2 separate regions of the Rattus norvegicus genome follow, and region 2 is linked to region 1. Evidence: chromatin contacts called from public Hi-C data. All regions are on one chromosome and are shown on one strand. The core of a region is the stretch at or near the end of the contact, and the rest is flanking DNA. Distances in the headings are between cores, read along the strand shown. Region 1 overlaps Kdm4b (lysine demethylase 4B). Region 2 holds the start of Ptprs (protein tyrosine phosphatase, receptor type, S).

What was found. A called contact is a pair of places that touch in the nucleus more often than the background predicts.
Region 2: a contact with region 1 is called in a Hi-C map of Schwann cells, with 5 times the contacts expected there. The contact joins the promoter of Ptprs here to the enhancer-like site in region 1. A contact is called at or near these places in 7 of 12 Hi-C or Micro-C datasets (the Rat2 cell line, Schwann cells, frontal cortex and 4 more) and 1 of 1 datasets of contacts at active chromatin or transcription factors (oligodendrocytes).

The regions. Positions count from the first base shown.
Region 1 is chr9:1,279,443-1,285,856 of GRCr8, forward strand. All of the region lies in intron 5 of Kdm4b (lysine demethylase 4B), which reads left to right. Among named protein-coding and RNA genes, the nearest start is that of Trnak-cuu11, 16 kb to the right of the region's middle. Within about 2 kb of position 2,764, at least 18 of the 93 cell types and tissues checked have an H3K27ac peak or open chromatin away from gene starts, as enhancers often do. A contact at or near this core is called in Schwann cells, where this site is marked.
Region 2 is chr9:1,390,681-1,397,122 of GRCr8, forward strand. Ptprs (protein tyrosine phosphatase, receptor type, S) reads right to left here and starts at 3,411. Exons shown (of 34, transcript NM_019140.3): 1 at 3,323-3,411.

The sequences.
Region 1 (6,414 bases), core at 1,514-4,013:
TCTCCTGTGGCGACACTTTAGCCTAGCCTGGGGAAGGTAGCCCACATCAGTTGCCCTCTAAGGCCCTAAAGGACAGCTGGATCTGCTAGATTACTGCCCTGACTTGGATCTCTGTCTGCTGGTGTGATACTGGCTCCTGAGTGCCTCACAGCCCCCATACTGAGGGAGCAAAGATGGTCCCTGTGCCCTACCCTAACTCTGCACCTGTGAGGGTGGCTCCTTCCAGCTGTCAGCTGGGCCACCAGATCCCCTGATGATGAAGCCAGCAGGAGGCAGCGCAGTTTGTAATGATTGTCTCCTATTCTGATTGTGATTGTCTCCTATTCACATTGCCAAGCCCCTCCCTCCCTTGTCCAGTCGCCATTGTGTGACAGACACTTGGGAGGTAGATGCTTTCCACTTGCCAGGTATGCACAGCAGTATTTAGAGGAGCAGGTGCCCCACCATGTCTGAGTTGCACAGACTCATGGAAGTCTGTGAGCTGCTGCTGTCCCAGCTTTGACCTGAAACCAGTTACTATGAAGGGTGGGGGGCTCCTTCCTGGTCCCTACTCTGCCTGCTCTGCCCTCTCTAGAGCACCTGACCATGGTGCTTGTCCTCAGCTGTCCTAGGAGTTTTATGAGGGGGCAGAGCTCTCTGCAGAAGGAACCTCTTCTATGGATGACATTTTGTCCCAGGTAACTGCCTGTGCTTGGTAGAGCCTAACAGCAGGTTCTGTGGCTGTGTTGTTAGTGTACCAAGTGTGACTGTGGTAGGAAGGGATCTTTTTCTACTCAGTCTACATCTCGATGGTGTCCTTGGCCTCTCTGTCCCAAAGACGCAACACACTCCATGTTCCCTGACCTGTGTTGTCTCTGATGCTGCAAGCTGTGAAGTAAAACATCAGTCCACAGGCTGCTGAGTGTCCCTCCCTCATGACTGCTAGGAAAGGTGATTGAGACCCCTCCAGCTGGAATAAAGTTCTACCCTGTGGGGCTTGGCACCCCAGCCAGTGCAACCATGTGATCCAGACACACAGAAGCTAGCAAGGGACAATTGTGTTATCCCTGGCCCAGTGCCCTTTGCTCCCTTCTTTTTGGACCTTGGCCTCACTCTTACCCCAGCTGCTCTGTTCCCCCAATGCCATGGCTTTGGCTTCTGCTTGTTGAGATTATGCTGTACATCTCAGCATCTCAGGCACCTCTGGAGTCAGATAATTAACTGAGGCTTGTGACATGCCTCAACTTGAACTGGGACATTGGGCCCCTGGCACAGCAAGATGAGCCCCTGTGCATTAGCCACTGTGATACTCTGATGATGACAGGCAATTTTAGGGAATCTGGTGCACACGGCAGGGTGTAGCTCTGAGTCACCGCCTGTGCCCATTAGCTCGATGAGCCATCCTGCTCCATCCTTTCCACAGCCGGGCCTGCCAAAGATGCAGCTGTGGCGAGCCTTGCCTCGCTCGCGGCTGTGTCCCCAGGATCCGAGGGTCAGAGCAGCCAGGACACCATGTGTATGTATGTTGGGGCTCATTCAGGGTCCCAACTGACTCTGTCCCCTGCCTTTCTGTCTTAGAGTTTGCTTCTAGGCTGCAGAGCTCTGTAAGCAGTGGTGAGCAGGAAGCTGTCTATATTCTTTGCCTAGAACAGGACTGTTAACCTGCAGCAGGTTATGAGAGGCTCCTCTCCATCTCCCACAGATATGGGGAATTAGAACTGAGCTGGGCTCTTGAGCAAACTGGTGAGCTGTGGGCTTTTATATGGCCTACTTTTTAGTTGGAAATTCCTCTCCCTTCCACCCTTTTCCTCCCTCTCTCTGTCCCCTTCTTTCTCTGTCCTCTCCCTCCCTCTTTCTGTCTCCCTCCTACCTGCCCCGTCCTCTTCCTCCCTCTTTCTGTTCCTGCCTCTTTGGCCTGATAGTGCAGGTAGATCTGTCTGTGGTGAGCCTGTACTGCAGCTTTTCCACGAGTGGACCATTCCCTATGCAGAATCTTCAGTGTCCTACACAGTCCTCCCAGCTTCTCTGGGCAGCCTGCTGTCCAGTGTGGAGTATGGTGTCTTGTGGTCACTCCATCACAGACTGACCCTGTTGATGTTGACCTTGATTGTGTGGCTCAGGTCATCTGCTGGGTGTCCTTTCCCCACAGGGCATTCTTTACTGCTCCCCCCTCCCCGGCCCCCACTGCACTCTGAGGTGAAATGAACTCTAAAATGAAATGTTTTAATTATCAGAAAAGTGAAGAGAGGAAGGAGCAGGGTGACCCTGTGCTAGGCTGGCAGCTGGACCCAACACTGTCTCTTTGTCAGGGCACCCGGTTTCTTTCCTTCTTCCTGGAGAGGAATCACAGATGGAGTGTGGGCTCTGTGGTATCTGTGTGCCTTGGGCTCTGTGGCTCAGAAGTGGAGTGTGTGAGCCCTTTGGGCCTTCAGGCTGCATGGGAACACCATTGCTCTCTGCAGCCCTGACCTTGGAGAGGCCGTCTCCAAGTGAGGCCAGGTTCACCCCAGTGAGCTTCTAATAATAAACTTACTTATTTTTGTTTTATGTGCATTGGTGTTTTGCCTGCATGTATGTCAGTTTGATCCCCTGGAACTAGAGTGAGCTATCATATGGGTGCTGAGAATTGAATCTAGGGACTTTGGGAGAGTAGCCAGTGCTCTTAACTACTAGGCCATCTATCTAGCCCAAGCCACTGAATTTTTTACAGGCTTCAGATATGCCATGGAACCCCCTATTTCTTCCTGTGGGACAAAGGATGTATTGTCTGGGGGCCTAGCTGTGTGCACACGTGCACTTTCCATGTGTGCTATGTTCTGCAGTGCTCTGCAGCAGCCCTTCTGCTCCGGTTTTGAGGACTTGCGCTGCCCCTATAGTCCTTAAACTAGCATAGCCTGGGAAGCGCCCTTTCTGTCTTGTTTCCAACCACGTGTAAGAACTGGCTCTGTCGGGAAGTGAAATTGGCATACTTCCTGCTGGGAATTCACCTTTGCAGGGCTATATCAGGGTGATCATTGGGATGTCCATGCAGAGGCCATTATGTAGGACCTGCCCCCATCACACCTCCTTCTGGTGGCTGTGAGCCTTTCAGAAAACTTGCTTCTAAGAGAGCTTGGAAGGGCTTTTGTTCCTGCCAGCTCCTGTTTCCCAAGTGTGGGTCAGCACCATTGATCCAGCGTTAGCTCCAGGCTGGTAATGGGGGATGGGTGGCCAACACTGGCCATCAGGCCGGCCCACAACTCTAATGCTGCTACAGCCTGCTCTCCACATGTGTCCCTGCAGAGTTGTCAGGGGCGAATGTCAGCTAACTCACTTGCCTGTGGGCATGAGGTTTGACCCTGGCTTGAGGTAGTCAGGCCACTCTCTATCTGCCAGCACCTATAAATACTGGGGGTTTTACTCCTGAAACCGCTCAGAGTATAAACTCTAGACCTTGGATGCCCTAAGGTACAGTGGAAACTGGGGCTCTGCTGAAAGATGAGATTGGGTCAGGAATTGAGGAGCCCCCACAGTAGGCACACAGGAAGGCTTCTCAGTGTGTGGGGAGGCTCTGGAACCCACAGATGTTCACAGTGTTATTACATACTGTTTACATCAGTGGCTGTGGTACTACTAGGTTGTCCTCAATCTCTCTGACTAGGACAAGCAGCAACAAATGGCCCTGTACTATTTCAGCATCTTTAGGGTTGGTACTATGACATTCCACACAGCTCAGGTGCAGGAGACTGTAGGGTCTTTATGCTAGGAATGACCCTAGTCTAGCTGGAGCAGGTTAGGTGTGTGGATCAGCCCCTCCAGAGGCTTCATGGCTGGGTGTTAAGTGGGGCTTCAGTGGGGCTATGCATCTACAAAGCTGGTCCTGTGGCTGTAAAGAAAGCAGGGCACCAGGCCCATTTGTGGTGTCAACAGTGTGCCCAGGCCAGTTTGGGTCTGCACTGGATTCACCCCAGAGAGACCTGGATGACTACAGGCCTGCTGTCCATGCTGCCTATCATGCAGGCTACACTGTATAGCACACAGGTCCTAGGAGTGTCTGCTGTCTCCACCCACACCCTCTTCATCCTTAGCAGCCCCCCTCCTTGTTCCCAGAGGATCTGTCCTTAATCTTTTGTTTTCAATATTTGAACACAGTGATTGGGCTGAGTCCTGACCCTGGCTTAGGAGACTGCTGGGATAGGGTTATTGCATCAGACTGAGTCTGGGCTGATGGCTGTGTACAGGGCTCCTGGTTATCTGAGACATGGTCCAGGGTCCTGGAAGCCTCAGCATGTCCATAGTCCAAATCCAAAATGGTGCCTTTTCTGTACCTTGACCATGCAGACACCACTAGGCCCTTATTAGCTCTGCACTGTCACCAGGACCTGCCTCTCAGACTGTCTCCTGGGAACATTTCCCAGGCTTTGGGCAGTTCAGGGTAGGTGTCATTCAACCCAGGCCCACAGGTCACTGTATAGGTTTTGGTGTTTGTCCTTCACTAAAAATCCACAGGGGTGGAGTTGGGGTGGGTTGGGGCCTCCACCTCAGCTGAGCATGCAGACTCTCTCTGCCTTATCTGAGATTGTTGGACACAAATGTGCCAGTGTCCAACCTCCTCTCTGGGTCCTAAGGGAGACATGACAGTCACACATATCTATCCACCCCTCCCTGGCCACCCAGACACTGCTGTCTCCCATAGCACCAGCTTCCCTGTGGGTGGTTGTTCCTCCTCTATCTCCAAGTCTCTGTGTTCTTCAAGCTAGCTCTCTTGATTCCCTGTGTGTTTCAATAAAAATGTCATTACTAGAAACCATTGACACTGCTGGTGTGTGACACCAAATTCTACTGCCTATTGTCCCAGAAAACGATCCATTAACGATAAAGCTAGTGATTTAGTAGTCTCTGTCCTGGGAGCACCTCCCGCATTCTGGCTGTTGCTATCTTTGCTACAGCTTGTATTGTCTGTTCCACCTGCACATGCGATAAGAGACGGGGATTCCCTGCTGGAAATGGGCAGGCCTCACTCGGTGCCAGCCAGGCCTGGTGGTTCCTCACTGGAAGCCCCTTTTAGGTCAGGCAAATTGAACCTCTTTTTGCAGAAGTTATCAAAGTGGGGAACACAGGAGCCTGGTCCCTTACATGTAGCGGCTTGCCATTCCCATGTGTCTTTCCCATGTGTGTTACATCCTCTGTGGCCTCCTCTTCATTGGGTGGGCAGTGGGTTTTGACAGTTCATTTGCCAGTGTGCCCCTGATGCCTGAGTTCAAGGGCACCTTCATTCAACACCTGTCAGTTCAGGTTTTCTCTGACCTGTGGAATCCCTCCTTTTGTGTCTCAGCTGCAGGGACCTCCTGTTTGGTCACACCAGGAAACCACCTGCAGTCCTGTGTGCTTTCTTTCCAGGGCCTCCTGCTTTTGCTGGTGGTATGACCTTTTGCCTCAGGGACCTTGGGGGAGAGAGAGTAAACTACTCTTGTCTGCATTCCTGTTGCTGGGGACACAGGATCCCGCAAAATGTAGGTTTCCTTCTGAGCTCATGCCTGCTGATCCGGGGTTCTCTACCAGCCCTGTGCTCTGAGTCCCTCCTGCTGTTGGGAGTCTCCATGTGCTGGGACTTGGCTCAGCTTTGCAGGGTGCTGGCAAGCTAGCTCTCTTTACTACTGTAGGGACACACGTGCTATCTGGTTTTCTTTTTTTCTTTTGACATAAGGTCTCCCTGTGTAGCCCTGGCTAGCTCAGAACTCATTCTGTAAACAAGGCTGGCCATGAACTCAGAGATCTACCTGCCCCCTGAATGCTGGGGTTATAGGTGTGTCCACCGTACCTGGTTGGCTAGGTGTTTTGTATAGATTTTTGTCTGTAGCATATTTCTAGGCAGCCCTGGGGGGTCAGGTCCCTGCTCTGATTTCTCACTGTGGGAGGCTGACCTGTTACTTGATATGCCTCTGCTGGTGACATGGTTTTCTGCTTGTCCTTCCTTTTTCTTCCACTAAGAAATCTTTGCCAGCCTGAACTTCTCCCCTGAGCCATGGCCTATGGGCACGTGGCACTGTGTCTTTAGTGGGAAGGGCATGGAGGACTCCCAGGAAAATACCCAGGGTTCATGGCCTTTTCCAGAGGGAGGCCTGTCACTATTTGAGGTAGTGTCTGCAGCTGCCAATGCACTGACCTCATCCTTAGAGCCAAGATGTTTAAACAGCTCTCTTGAGGGGTGCCATCATACTTAAGGTACTGTGCGCAGGAACCATGTGAGGACTTGATGTGTCCTTTTGTGACCATCAGATACATCTCCACTGTCAGCCTTTGCCACCTCGTGGTTCAAGCAGAGGGCTGCTCTGGACTACTCCCAGAAGAGCCTGGGAAGCTGCTGGCTCATGGGGAACAGCGGACATCCTATAGGACTGCGTGGACCCCAGCACAGGGAGCTGCTTTGTTCTTAGCTCAGAGGCCTTGTCTGAG
Region 2 (6,442 bases), core at 2,161-4,660, 110 kb after region 1:
GGGGGCGGGGCAGCTCAGAAGGAAGAAGAAAGACTAAATTAAAGCGGAGTCCACCGTCGCCTGAACGCCTGAACTCGTGAAAGATGACACGACCCCACACCTCGAGGCGCCAGCACTAAGGCGCGCGTGCCGCGAAGGAGATCGCCACTGAGACACCCCCCACCACATTTGTGTCCGTTAAAAGAATTTTGATTATTACTTTTTATATATGTAAGAAAAAAAGGAAGTCACGCGGAGATTAAGATGTGGCGACTTGAAATCACTACCGTGCTGTGCTACCTCAGTCAGAACCAATCACCCTCTCTGGTTACCCTTCGGAAACCGCAGCTCCGAATCCCTAAGGTCAAAAAGCTCCCTGCGCCTCACACGCAGATTCCCCAATCCGTGGTCCTCATTCCCCAGCTGCTCTATCTTCCCCCTAGCAACCCCATCCTCCCCGCCCAGCAGCCCGGCTCCCCCAGCAGTCCTGCCCCTCCCCACAGCCCATTGTCCTGATTTCTGGAGAGACTCTGCCCCTGTCCGTGCGCCCCGGGTCTTTGTTGAGGACCCTCCGGGTGGATTTTAGTCGCGATGTGGCTGTCGGCCAAATGTAGCCTCCCCCACAAACCCCAGCACCGCCACAGAGGACAGAGGAAGGGCGGCCTCCTCCTCCCGCGACTTCCAGATTCTGGGACGTCAGTGGCGGGGACCTGGTGGCTTTTCCTTGTCCAAATGCTGGACCAGAGAGGGCTGCAGCTGAGCCCTGGGATGCACAACAGACGGGGAACAGTTCTATCTTAGGAGTACATCTCTCTCCTAAGAGACCCTCGGTTGAGGGACACCCCCCAAAAGAAAGCCACAGTGATGCAATGTTCTACTATCCCAACCAGACCCCAAGACTCTCCCCTCCGGCTAAGTAAAACGCAGACGAGTGGGGCTCAGGGCGGCAGACAGGGCTCAACCCTGGTAGATGTCCCTAGACCTGGCCGGTTTTTAAATATCTCTATTTTTAGGCTTTTCCTCCGGCTCGCCCCAACCCCGAACTCTCCCGACAGCCCCTCTTTCCCCTGACCCAGCGGCTGAGACACAGGGAACAGGTGAGCGCGGGGTTAGCGCGGCAGGGCCACGCGACGGGGACATCAGCGTAGCCACAGATCCGGACACCGAGAGACACACAGAGTAAACACAGAAGGGGAAACCGAGTCACCAAGAGGCACTTGGCCGCATTCGAGTACACGAGGGACACGGGGACGCCCCGATTCCCTGGGGTGGAGACAAGAGCCCCAGAGGCTCTGAGACTGATTCAGTGTGCGGAGAGTCATGGCCACGCTGCAGTGTGGGGACTGTGGATGCGGGGTCCCCTTCTGTGAACCTGCCACGTACCCAAGAGTTCCCAATCCCATTGGGTCCGCGGACAGACCGCACAGCCTTCCTAGCCACACCCGGCCATCAGCTCTGTACCCTGCGGGCGCCGCCCCCGGGGACTGGCACCTGGCCACAGCCCCCCAAGGCTCCGGGGACACCGATGTCACCCTCCAGGGCGCGATACCGGCCGCAGAGCTCGCTAAGCGGCCCGGGCTCCCGCGACGGTTCGTTCTCCCTGAGCCCAATTAGGAGGATGCTCAGAGCGATCTCAGTAGCGGGTGGCTGGTTCTCCAAGGGATTGGGGGGTGGGAGAGCGGTCCCCAAGAAGAAATGCAATGTCATGGTGAGGGTGTGTCCCCCCCATCCTCTCTGGGGCCCCAAGGGGACAAGACGGGACTTTGTGGGTCTCTGGAGACCCAGGCGCGATGGGCAGGGAGACTGACGGGAGGTCAGGCACGGACATTATCTGGGACCTAAGTGTGTCCCCCCCCCACTGTCCCTAGCTGGGGACTCTGGGGTTGGCCGGGGCGGAAAGCCGCCCCCAACTCCAGCTGGCCGCCTGCCGCCGCCAAAAAATCAGCTGGCAGAAGGCAAGAGCGGAGACGGAGACAGAAGGCAGCTGGAGATTGACAGGGGGAGGGACACAAAGAAAAGAGAAAGGACCGGGCAGGGGGAGGGGAGTCTATGCAAATGGCAGCTCCGACTCAGGGGCCTTTAATAATGGAAGGAGTAAGCAGCTGGTTAGAGGGGCCTGAGCCCAAGTAGGAGGGTCCCAGGCTAGCCCAGACAAGCAGACAGCCATTCTCTGCACTGTAGGGACAGCAGCACTCCCCCGAGGGGCACAGAAACCAGGACCCAGGTTCTAGGTGCAGAAACATAGGTGCAGAGAGTGTGTCCAACAATCTAACACCCTCGGGATGCTCCTTACTCTGTAGCAGACTCTTTGGGTCCCCGAGTGTCCGATCTGGCTTGGAACGTCTCAGAGGTCTCCCCATGAGCATCAAGGACGGTTTATTGGGGGGAGGAACATCCTGGCTCAGGTTGGAAAGTGAGCGTAAGGGAACCCCTGTCAAGCCAGGAGACACCCGGGGAAGTGACCATTAGGAGGTTCTACTGGAGGGAGGGATGAGATGGGGAATGACCGGGAAGATGGGCGCTCACGCTTGCTGCAGGGGCTCATCTGGAGACAGATTTGAGAGCAGGGAGAGGGGTTAACGGACCGAGATTTGGGGGTGTGGCAATCAAAACGATCCTCGCTCATAGTGGTGCTGGGAATTGGGGGTGAGGGGGTTCCACAAAGAAAGGATAACTTGGCCCTGACCCAGCTTGCATTGCAACAGGGGTACCGGCTCCCTTACCCCATTTCCTTCAGCACCCCAGTCCCCGCCCCCGGTGACGTCACCACCCTCAGCCAGTCGGGGGGCTCTTGGGGTGTACCTGGGGCCTCAGGGCCGCAGGCTGGCTCCCCGGGATTCCCCACGGCCCCTACACCGCGAGGACTGGAGGATGAGAAGTCCCAATTCCAGATCTGGGGGAGGTCGGGGGTTGGGGGGGCGCCTGGGCCGCAGAAGGGTGGGGCCGAAGCCCCAGGTGAGCTGAGGTGTCTGGCCCGGTCTGCAGCTCCAGACGCGGACACGGTGCACGGCACACTGTGTCCCCGCCCGGTTGGTGCAGTTGGCAACCCTGGGCACGGGCCAAGTTGCCCGCGCGCGTCCTCATCCCTCCCGGTCTGGGTCTCTACCGGTTCCCGTCTCTCTGAGTCCCTGTCCCTCCGGGTTCACATCTCTCGCGGTCCCCATTCCTCCAGCTCCATCCCTCCACGTCCCCCACATCCCTCTCCTTGCAGAATCCGATCAGGGCTGCAGCCCGGACCCCCTTCGGAGCACAAAGGCCGAGAAGCTTGGAAGCACAAAGCCGGCGCCGCCCACCCCGCTCCCGTGTCTCCCGTGCGCCCCGTGCGCCCCGTGCACCCCGGTACCTGCGGGCTCCGCATGCTGCTCCCGGCACCGGGTCGGCCCGGGCTCCGGCGGCTCGGCGTGCGCGCACGGCCGGAGCTGCCTGGCGGGCGGGGCAAAAACCCACTGCGGCTCCCGCGCCCCCAGCCGGTGACGTCACCCCTTCCGCCGCGGCGGCTCTGGGGCCTGGCCGTAAACAGTACTGCGCACGCGCACAGAGACCTGTCCAGTGAGGCGGCGCTGCTGGGTCACGTGCTCCCGCAGCCTGTAGAAGGCTGCGGGAGCACGTGGGATGTGGGACACGTGGGCCCGACCTGTCTCCTCTGGATTTCCTTTAAACTCAAGTTCTGGTGTAGCCCAGGCTGGCCTCAAGTTACACTTGCTGTGTAACTAAGGACGACCTGATCTTCCTGTCTCTGACTCCCCACTCTGCTTCCTTTGGCCAAACTATCCTTTCCCTAAAATCTTTTCCATCAAACCCGCCTTGCTTCTGGCTGAAGAGTCTGTCATTTTTTTGAACAGCCTGGGATAACAATGAATTCGAGCTTGGAAACAGCAGGATGACCCTGGCATTAAAAAAAAGTAGGGAGGGGCTCAAAATGGCTAGGTACATATAGGTGTTTGCTGCCCAAGCCTGAGAACCTAACTTCAATCCCTAAAGTCTCACAGTGGAAGGAGGGATCTGACTCTTGTGGTTGGCGCTGACCTCCACATGCATGCTCACACCCATATCCACGGAGTTACTAGACATGCCAAACCAAAAAAAGCAGTAAAAGACGGAAGAGAACCTTAAAGAAAAGAGTTGTCTCTGGGCACGGGGTCGCATGACTTTCAGACAGCAACAGGAGGATTGCTGCCAGTGTGAGTCCAGCGTGGGCTGCACACTGAGACCCTGCCTCAGACACTGAAACGATTTTATTTTACAATCTGGGAAGAGTCCTCTCGGAAGGACTGGGTCATAAATGGGGAAGAGCATCATGAATAATTGATGAGGAGCCTAAATTAAGAACAGGGCTTCCCAGTGCTGACACCGTGGCCAGGTTAGCAGAGCTGGCTTTGTCCTCTTGCTTGGCTAGGGTGACCCTGATTGGCGTGTGTGATCCATACACCAAGTGCTAGTTGAGACTAGAGCACATAGTAGGTGCTTTGCATAGTGTTCAGAGGCCCTCAGTGTAGCTGCTTGTGCACAGCAGGTACTTGAAGTTTGGGTGCTCCGTGCAGATGCCTGGTGTTGCACACAGGTGCTGCGCCCTTGCATACTCCCTGCAGGTGTGTGGCCTTGTTGACTACACGCAGTGTGTACTCATGTGACTACACGCAGTGTGTACTCACATGCTATGGAGCTGGGTGCTCGCAGGGCTGGCTATGCCAGAGCAGAGTGGCGTCCATCAGGAAGGGAACCAGCCCTTGTCCTGTTTGTCCGAACTGAGTAACCGCTTGTGCCCCCCGGGTCCGCATGAGCAGCGAAGGGGAAAATGTAAACCATGGCGGGTCTGAGAGTCTGGAAGCTTCCTGTGGCCATTCATCCACCGCCTGATCCGGACTGTGTTAAATGCCATTTACACAGAAGTAACAAACAGCAATCAGCCTGCAGCTGACAGGACATAGACAGGCAACAATACATCAACCCAAAGCCGGCTATGTGTTCAGCAGCGAAGGGCTGCCGCTGCCTCTGCTCCAGCCACAGAAGCCACCTCCTGCTCCTCCCTCATCCCTACTCCTCCTACATAGGTTGCTGCCTGCCCCCAGGGCCCTCGAATACACTGGTCCTCAGTCTAGAGAGATGTTCCTTTCACTGCCCAGAGACTACCATTACCAACCCCACTTCCTGACAGACTGTTCCCAATATTGTGCTGAAGTGGCATTGTCATAGTTAGAAATGATGTTGTGACCCTTGGTTTGTTTCTTGTGAGTCTCCTTGCTCTAGTTGTTCCTTAATGTCCTGTCTCTGTGAGACAACAGCTGGTGACGTAAGGCTGTAGGAAGGATGAGGGGAGACATCCTACCAATTGCCTAAGGAGAGAAGCCTAGAATCCCCCAGTGAGGGGCTGGAGGCAGAACTCAGGTGACAAAGTGGGTCAATGCTTAACTTTGCACAATATTTTGGCACGTTCTAACTGTCACTGTTGTTGCATCCAGCCCCTCATGGGAGGTGCTGAGCAGGGACCATGTCTGAGCAGACCACAGAACTGCTCTCTGGAGGGGGTTGTGTTGGGCCCAGAGTGGGGCCCAGTGGGCTTTAAACTTCTGGTTTTTGCCCAGTCTGGGTGGTGTGACTCGCTGTTGGGTGAAAAGTTCACACTGGAAGATTCCTTCCCTCCTGAGCTCTTGGGACTGGAGGGGTTCTCCCCAGATGCCCACCCTCTTCTTGGAAACTCCCAGAATCTGGTAATCATTTCCTCTGTGTCTTTCTTTTCCTTCCTTCTTTCCTTCCTCCTTCCTTCCTTCCTTCCTTCCTTTTTCTTTCTTTTTCTTTCTTCCTTTCTTTCTTAATTCCAGGGAAGTGCCTAGTGTCCATAAACAGGATTACTCTAGCCTAGTAGGGAGCCTGTGGTTGGGGCTCATGCCCACAGGAGGCAGAGACAGGGGAATGAGGGGCTTAAGGTCGGCCTCGACTGTAGAATGAACTTAAAGTCAGCCTGAAGTAAAGAAGTTTTTTTTCTGAAAATAAAAATTCCAGAAGGGCTGTGGGCAGGGCTCAGGTCTAGCCTGGGTAGAGGGCTCGAGTTCCACCAGAGGACAGAAACTACGGCCCTTGTCTACAAACACAGTTCTAAGTCTGTGCTGTCTTGGGCTGCTGGGACCAGGTCAGGAAGGCCACAGTCTGTGACCCAAGGGTGCCTGGAAAGAGCGGCCCCCAACCCCCTGTCACATCAGGAGAAACTGAGGCTGTGGACAGGAGGCATTGTGGGGCTCTGGGATATGTTTGGTTTTTGTTTGTTGGAGACAGTCACAGTAAGCAAGGTTAACCTCGAATCTCCTACCCTCTTGTCTCATCCCCCTGAATGCTGAAATGACTAGTGTGCACCATCACACAAGCTCCAGACTTAAGCACTGAGTAAGCATGGTCTCCATTGACAAATGCCAGTGATGCTAGAAAAGGCCGGGGACAGGGTGGAACCCAAGCTAGAGGAGCCAGAGAG